Linked DNA regions of Cricetulus griseus: region 2 is linked to region 1. A link is a contact called in public Micro-C data. All regions are on one chromosome and are shown on one strand. The core of a region is the stretch at or near the end of the contact, and the rest is flanking DNA. Distances in the headings are between cores, read along the strand shown. Region 1 has its middle 44 kb from the start of Fam83f. Region 2 has its middle 56 kb from the start of Tnrc6b.

Region 1 (3,923 bases), core at 782-3,281:
AATGCACACATGAATGGCATATTCTCACAAGATACAGATGTACATACATGTAAATAAATAGAAGTAAATATTTTTACTTTGCAGAGCCCCCGTTGAGGGCACTACCCGCCTGGGGAGTGGTGGGTGGATGAGGTGGGGGGTAGGCTGGGGTGAGAGAGGAGGGAGTGGGAGAAGGGACTTACATGTGAAACAAGCTTGTTCCCTAACTAGAACTAATAAATAAATTAAAAAAAAACCTAACACTCCAAAGACTGAGGCAGGAGGATTACAATCTTGAGGTAAGACTAGGATATATAGTAAGATTTTATTTCAAAAACATCATTATAATATTCTAAATTAAAAATAAATCAAATGTTCATGGACAAAAAAAGAAGTAAATATTTTTATTTATTTTATGTGTATCAGTTTTTGCCTGCATATATCTGTCCTCCACATGTATAAGTTACAGACAGTTGTAAGCTGCCATATGAGTGCTGAGGTTTGAACTGGGTCCTCTGGATCACAACCACCAAGCCATCTTTCCAGCCCCTAGAAATAGATATTTTTAAGTGATACAAAAACAATCAACTTTAAGGACTGGAAAGGTTCTGAATCCTTGACATTTTTCATTGTGTTTTCTGGTTCCTAATCCCCATTTTGAATGCTAATATGAGCTATGTGCATGGAGTTATCACATTTCATATTTTTAGGTCCTTTAATAGAATTTAACTTATGGTCTCCCTCCTGTCCTCGAATTATCCTAGAAATACCTACCATTTACTCTTAATTGATGTTTGTGAAATACCTTGTCTTCCTCTGCTGAAAGGCTTTACTGAACGTATCACTGTGTTACAATGGCTGCTTTATTGTTAAACAGTGCCAATGAGATTACACAACAGCTTGGGGAAGGGAAACAAGGGCTATGATCCCCCTTCAGCTACAAGGGACAGGGATTTGGAATGGTAAAATGTGGGCTAGAGTCCAGTAGTGTGCTCCTGGAGATCATTTCAGTCCCAGAGGCTTGGGGCTGGCACTCTGGTAATGGATCCTAAGCATCCTGCCCTCCCCTGGCTGAAATGTGGATTCACTTCCATAAAAGCTGTCACAGAGAAAGAATCCAGTGGCCAGAAGCCAGGAGTACACACATGGCTTGCTCGACATCAGCAACTCTGGAAGCTTTCCAGGAGCCAGAGGATTGTTCCATTTGCATGCAATCAATTATTTCTAAAGGGATTTATTCTTTATCTCATTCAAGACTTAATTTCTCATCATTTCCAACTCTGGGATATTCTTGCAAAGGAACAGGCTAAAGTTGGTCAGCGATGGGTATGGGGATTGCTATGGCACATGAGGGTGGTAAAAATAGTCATTTACAAAGCCAAAGAAACTGAAAATAGATTTATATGTGCTTCTTGTCGGGAAATATTTGTTTAACTTAGAATGGGGAAGAATGGATCCTAGGAGGAAGATGTCATGGAGAAAATGACAATCTCTCCAAAGCTAGTCTCTAATAATGCTTATGACAATCGTTCCCGCGTTAGTCTACAGTAATGCTATTGCCAGAAACTGAATAAGGAACTTGGGTTCTGAAAGAAACAGTTTTATGATGTTGGGTTGACTGACAGGTATTATTCAGAGGCACTAAAGCATGGCTAAACGAGTGGAGATTGTTGAGTCAGGCCTAGGAATCAATGTATGGCCCAACAACTCCTTTCTAAATGGGTGACCTTGGGTAAGTTTCTTAACTTATTTTGGCCTTGCTTTCTGAAAAAAAAAAAAAGGTTTAATCAGATAGCTTTTGTAAAGAATTCAGCACCGTTTTGGCATAAAATACACTCACAATAAATGATAGTAGTTATTACTGTCAATTACCAAGGACCAAAGACACCCCTCTCCTCAGGTAAACTGAGTGGCGAATCCGGATTTGATGGACAACACCGAAGTGCCCAATAAGAGACCAGGAAAAAAACTAACAGTGGAATCAAACCAATGGCATAGGCCCTTGTTGTTGGCCGCTTTTTGGTTGTTCCACCAATAGTTTAAGGATGTGACTTGGGAGCGACATCCTGACAGTCCAATGACGCACAACCAACCCACACTCAGCTCTTCGGAGGGGATAAATCAAAGAGCCGGCACGTATAGATTCCGTTATTAGTGCAGTCTCGAATGGAGAAAGGAACTTGCGAGAAACAGCGCCTGAGAGGGGCACCAAAGAGCTAAGAAAACAAAAAATAGGGAAAAGATAATGACTGCGTTGGGCGATCTCGGCCGCCATCATGCTCTAGTTTCCCCTTCGTCTCTCTGGGTACGCGACCGGGGAAGCGGCCTCTGGGATGCTGAGGGGGTGTGTCTCCTCATGATTGGCGCAGGCCGCTCAGCCAACCCCAGCTCAGCAAACGGGAAGCACTTAGCCAATGAGGGGAGACGGCAGCGGCGAGGACTTAAGAGAGGAGGAACAGCATCTTGACAGGCACGAAAGCTAGCCAGTGAAAGTTAGAGGCATCCTGCCCTCGGCCAATGAAGTGGAGCTGTGGGCGGGCCCCCGAGTGTTTGTGTTGTGGTTTTAGGGAGGGAGGCGGAGGGGAAAGTTTGTTTATTTTGTTTTTAGTTTCTGGGGTCCCCGAGCTTCGGGAAGGTTAAGCGAGCGACAGTGACACCCCTCGCCTTTCAGCCTCCCCGCGACGTCGCCTCCACAGCTTGCGGAGAAGCGAGGACCGCGGTCACCGCTGGGCTCCACAGCGGAACGACGCGCACTCGGAGCCGGCGCGGCTCAGCGGTGAGTGAGGACTGTGGGCCGCGCGGGCCTTCCTCTTCCTCGCGAGCCGCCGGGCCGAGCGGCACGGCCCGGGATGGGCGACTGAGGACGCCCTCGGGAGCGCGCGCCGCGGCCCGCTGAGGCGCAGCGTGTGCGTGTCCTCGCGAGAGCGCGCTCGACGGGAGCGAGCCGGGCGGGGTGGGTGGGACGGGAGCGCACAGGGCCGGGGTGGGCCGCGGCGGGCCAGGGAGCTCGCCCCGGGCGCGCTCTGGGATCGCGGTGTGTAGACGTGAGGCGGGGGAGGGGTGTGTGAGGGACGCGCGGTCATGTCGGTCGCGAGGGCCTGAGCGTCCTGAGTAGTGGGGCAGGGACAGACCGGCGTCATGCGCCGGCAGGTGTGAGCCGAGGAAGAGCTTCCGGGTGGGCCAGCGGCAGTCCGAGCGCTTCGCGGTCGCCTGGGGCCTTCGGGACTGCGAGGCCCATGGAGCTGAGTCTGCCTGGCGGTGGGGCGCGAGCATCCGGTGTCCCCGCTCCGCGTGCGCGCAAGCTTGGGTGCAGAACCTGGCGGCAGGGTTCCACGGCCATCCCTCGAGAGCTGCGTGAGGGGCTACGGGGAGAGGCATTGCTCACTTTGGACGAGGAACCAAACGAGGGGCAGAGGGATGACAGGGTTGGGAACAGCCCTGGGGAGGGTTTGCCACCTACCACTGGTCCTGCGCCCTTTAATTTCAAACTAACGGATTTCTTAGTCCATAATGGCTAAGTATCTGATCCAGCGAAATTCACTACAGTGGCTAACGACACCAAGTAACAGCAGCCTTAAGTCTTGGGCACAGATCACCCATCTGGGACTTTGAGCTCCATGCTTTCTCATGTGTCTTTTGGCTGTTTTATTCTTTTGAGTCAGTGAATAAAAAGTACCAACCAAAACTCTGTGAAAAAAACATCATTTGTACGACCTTAACAGTTACACATAGCAGTAAGCAAAAATCACACACCCTAAGTCTTTTGTGAAGGATTAATACTGTGTTTCTTTTCGTTTGTGGGAGATGTCAGTTCCTTAAAACTGTATGTGTTTATGGTGGGTTGTAAACGCTCCTTAAAGAGCCTGGATGTGGACGGTGGACAAGTGTCTTGCACTTGCACAGTGTGAGGTATCGCTGTAATAAGTGAGGGATATCGGTGTAAT
Region 2 (3,923 bases), core at 889-3,388, 88 kb after region 1:
AGTGGAAGTGTTTTACTCCAGAGTATCAGGGCGGCCACATTGACAGGACAGTGGCCTCTGCCCAAAGCAGCTCCTTTCCTGTCCTTTTCTAAGTGGAAAATTGGAGGGAGACAGTATAAAGGCCTAGAAAGCCAGAAAAACACGCATGTAAGGCTTAGACAGAATTAGCAGGTTTTTCTGGAAAGAAAGCCTGCACAACCTTCAGAGTCCTTGGTTCTCCACTGACCAATTCATTTGGAAAAAGCACTTTAGCCAGACTACTGTTTCTTTATGTCCTTAAAGAATCCTTTATGTGTACCTGGGCAGTGGTGGTGCACACCTTTAATCCCAGAGGCAGGTGAATCTCTATGAGTTTGAGGCCAGCCTGGTCTACAGAGCTAGTTCCAAGATGGCTAGGGCTGTTACACAGAGAACAGTCTCTAAAAACTGAAAAGAAAAAAAAATCAAAAAGTAAGAGAATCCTTAAAATACACCCAGGGCTACACAGTGAAACCATGTCTCAAAAAACAAACAAACAAACAAAAATCCTTAAAATAGAATTCATGGGGGTTTCTGGAGCTCATTTGTGACCTTCTGTTTAGCCCAGCCCTTCTGAACATAGCTCCAGGTAGTTTGGTTGATAGATTAATTCATTCATTTATCTGCAGTTTGGGGTTCAGTGTGACACCTCACTGAAGATGAGGAAGATGGTGGTGTTTGCCTACAGACAGTTGACAGTTTGTAGGGAAAGACCAGCATTAAGCAGTGTCTGTCATAAAACTAAACAACTCTGAAGTAGTCAAGTGTGTCCTAGGAGTGCCAGTATTGAACTAGGAAGCTCAAGATGCTTGCTTTGGGTAGTAGTGACTGACTTTTTGAGTACAGGTCACACTGCATCTCTGGCTGATCTGGAGCTTGCTAGGTAGAGCAGGATCCACCTGCCTCTGCACTGGGATTAGTGACATGCATCACACTCCTGGCCTGTGACTAACTTGAGCAGGATAAAGTGAATAACGTCACCAGGAGAAGGAAACCAGGGGCAGGAGAGATATAGCTTCTTAGAAGCACAGGCTACTTTTGCAGAGGACCTGGTTCACTTCCTAGCACACACATGGCAGCTCACAACTGTCTGTAATTCCAGTTCCAGGCATCTGACACCCTCACTCAGACATACATGTAGGTAAAACACCAAAATTAAATGCACATAAAATAAAAAATAAATAAATCAAAAAGGAGAGGGGGGAGGGGGGAGGGGAGGGAGGAGAAGAGGGAAGGGGAGGGGGAAGGGGTTGGAGATACACTAAGGTGTACCATCTGAGGCCCAGGGAGGCAAGGGATGGACTTTTACTTTAAGCCCAGGGTGGGTTTTCAAGGCAGGAGAAATCAAGGTGTCCCTAAGGAGGAGGGACTGGGCCTGCAAGGAAGCTGAGTAGTCTTTAATTGAGTGCCTAGACTCAGAGCTACTTCCTGCGGGGGGGGGGGGGGGGGAGTATTTAAGATGACTCAGTGCTGCCCAGCCTGGAGGGATCCTTTGTGAAGCCCTAGCTTAGTTTTCACTTAGGTTTGGGTGAGAGGCTACTGAGTGCTGTACTCACACAATAGGCACCAAGTTCAAGGGCAGAAAGCAGCCCTGTCTGTCCCTGTTGAGCTGTGTGATTTGGGGTGCTGCTTAACCTCTCTGAATTACCACTCAGTTTGCGGGTGGTTAGGGTAACTTTCCCTCTTTTTGTGTATTTCAGAGGTAGCTAGAAATCGGTTGTGTCTTATGTTTCATCTTAATCAAAAAACTAAATTCTCTTTTTGTTTAGGTAAAGCTTTGTTTAAGCCCCCTTTTAAAGAGCAGTTTGCCAGTCTGTTCTTGCCCAAACATCTAGAGAATAACTAGCAAGGGAGCCAAGATCAGATCCAGGATCTGCAAGCATCGTTAGCAACTGAGCATATTTCTATAAACCAATAAAGGTTTTTGTATTTTGTTCATCTGTTACCCTTATGGTGTTGCCACTTTCACATGCAGTATCTGTAGGCGGGAGAATAAGATAACAGCATTGCACAAATGAAAGCCGGTGGAAAAAGGCTGCTTTCCCTTTAAGGCAGCTTCAACTCCAGCTCCCTCCCCCTTTCCTGATTGACAAACCTACCCGAAGTCACGTGATCCGCCTCTATTTGAAGGTCACAAAAAGCTGCTTCCTTTAGAGACAGAGAGGGAGAGAGAGAGCAGGAGGGAGAGTGAGTGAGAGAGTTAGTTCAAGCCAAAATGGCCGACAGAGTCTCTGCTGGTTTCTGAATATTTAAAATACAAAATACAGATAGACAAAAAGAATTCACTTTTTGGACCTTTTTTCATTTCTATTTCTACCTTGTATGCCTCAATTTGCTGGATTTAAGCACTGCTGCACTTTATGAGGTTGGTAAATATTTTCAATTTTTAAAAACCAATTGATTTATATGGATCGTGTCTAACCGTTTTCACTAGTGGTGTTGCAAATCGACATTTCTCTAGCATGGAGACTGGCTTCAGACATTTCGCGAATCTGTAAATCAGACTCGTGATGTACTTTTGGTTCAGCATTTTAGAAATGGAAAAGACCTGGTAAAATATTTAAATTTTGAAGTGATTTAATTGCACTTTTAGTTTATATGTAGCTTTTCATCATTTTTATCATGCAAATAAACGGAGCTCTGAGTAATTGGAATTTGATATTTAGGAAGAGGTTTTTTTAAAAAAAAAACACAAACCTCTCCCTCCCCCCTTAAATCTGCTGCAAAAATTTGCATAAATATAAATGGGTTTGCATTCTTTGGGCTGCTAAGGCCGACAAAGGATCCGGGAGGACTAGCCCTAGAATGGGAAAGCTTTTTTTTTTCCTCTCTCTCTCTTAGGTCGGCTATGCTTCCTGGAGATGTGTAGAGCCTAAAGTGAGACCAGATACATTTTAAACTAGGTCCGGGGGGTAACTGAATACACCAGATTTGGGGTTATAGATTCCCCTGCTTGAAATGCAAGCAAAATGTGGCTCACCCTCTTCTTTGCGCGCGCTCCTTTGCACTAGGTCCCAGTGTGTGTTCTCAAATGTTCAGCCAGATGCGCTTTTATTTTGATTGTGGCTTAAACCAAATGGTGGGACTGTCTTGTAAACACGTTTATTTTAAAGATATAAATGGCTCTTTACTCCGTTTAGAAATTGTTTCTTTACCAGTTCTCAGTGTATGTATATTGGTCTCCATTTCATATGAAATAAAATATTTTATTTAATGTTAGATTTTCAACGCCAATTGAGTATGTGTGATGTGTGTCTTTTCGGACGTGTATTTTTTTGTAAAGTGGTCATTTAGGATCATATAAATGAGTGTCTGAGTTTGTTAGTAACCCTGAAAGTGCAGTGCCTCAAGTTAAATTCCATTACTCCTAATGCAGGGTTCTAGAAGCCTGAGCAGGCTGGAAAGAAAGCCCAAAACTTGCTTTCTCAGGGCCACCTCCCCCGATCATTGTGAGAGTGTGATGTAATGCCTCTTGGTCTGCTGTGCTGAAAGGACTGGAGTTTGTGATGTGGCGGGCAAATTACCTCTACCCCTGACAAAATCCCTCCCTCTTCCCCCAGCACATCTTTAGCTCTGAGAAACCTTGCTTTCTGCCTCTTTTCTCCTAATTTGTGTTCTCTTGATTTGTGCTGTAGCATATTGGCAAGAGAAAGATACTGTTCTTCTAAATCTGCTACATAATTTAGAAAAGACATTTAAAATATGCAAATGATTGAATTGTCATATCCCATCATTAAAAATGTAGAGTTGAATTAAAGCTAATTAAGCATAAATGGAATAATTTTGATCAGAAGGGAGTTTGGTTTTTTTTGGTTTTGGTTGTATCCTTTTTAATTAATCTAATTAAGAGATGCTAACCAGCTGGGCCTTAAAGTGTTAAAAAATAAAATGGGAAAACTGCTGGA

Evidence for each region. Hi-C and Micro-C count contacts between places; a contact is called where the count stands out from the background.
Region 2: a Micro-C map of the CHO-K1 cell line shows a contact between it and region 1, with 3 times the contacts expected there. The contact joins two enhancer-like sites. A contact is called at or near these places in 2 of 8 Hi-C or Micro-C datasets (both in the CHO-K1 cell line).

What each region holds. Positions count from the first base shown.
Region 1 is chr2:377,875,185-377,879,107 of CriGri-PICRH-1.0, forward strand. No RefSeq gene overlaps it. Among named protein-coding and RNA genes, the nearest start is that of Fam83f, 44 kb to the left of the region's middle. Within about 2 kb of position 2,032, at least 6 of the 6 cell types and tissues checked have open chromatin away from gene starts, as enhancers often do. A contact at or near this core is called in the CHO-K1 cell line, where this site is marked.
Region 2 is chr2:377,962,618-377,966,540 of CriGri-PICRH-1.0, forward strand. No RefSeq gene overlaps it. Among named protein-coding and RNA genes, the nearest start is that of Tnrc6b, 56 kb to the right of the region's middle. Within about 2 kb of position 2,139, at least 5 of the 6 cell types and tissues checked have open chromatin away from gene starts, as enhancers often do. A contact at or near this core is called in the CHO-K1 cell line, where this site is marked.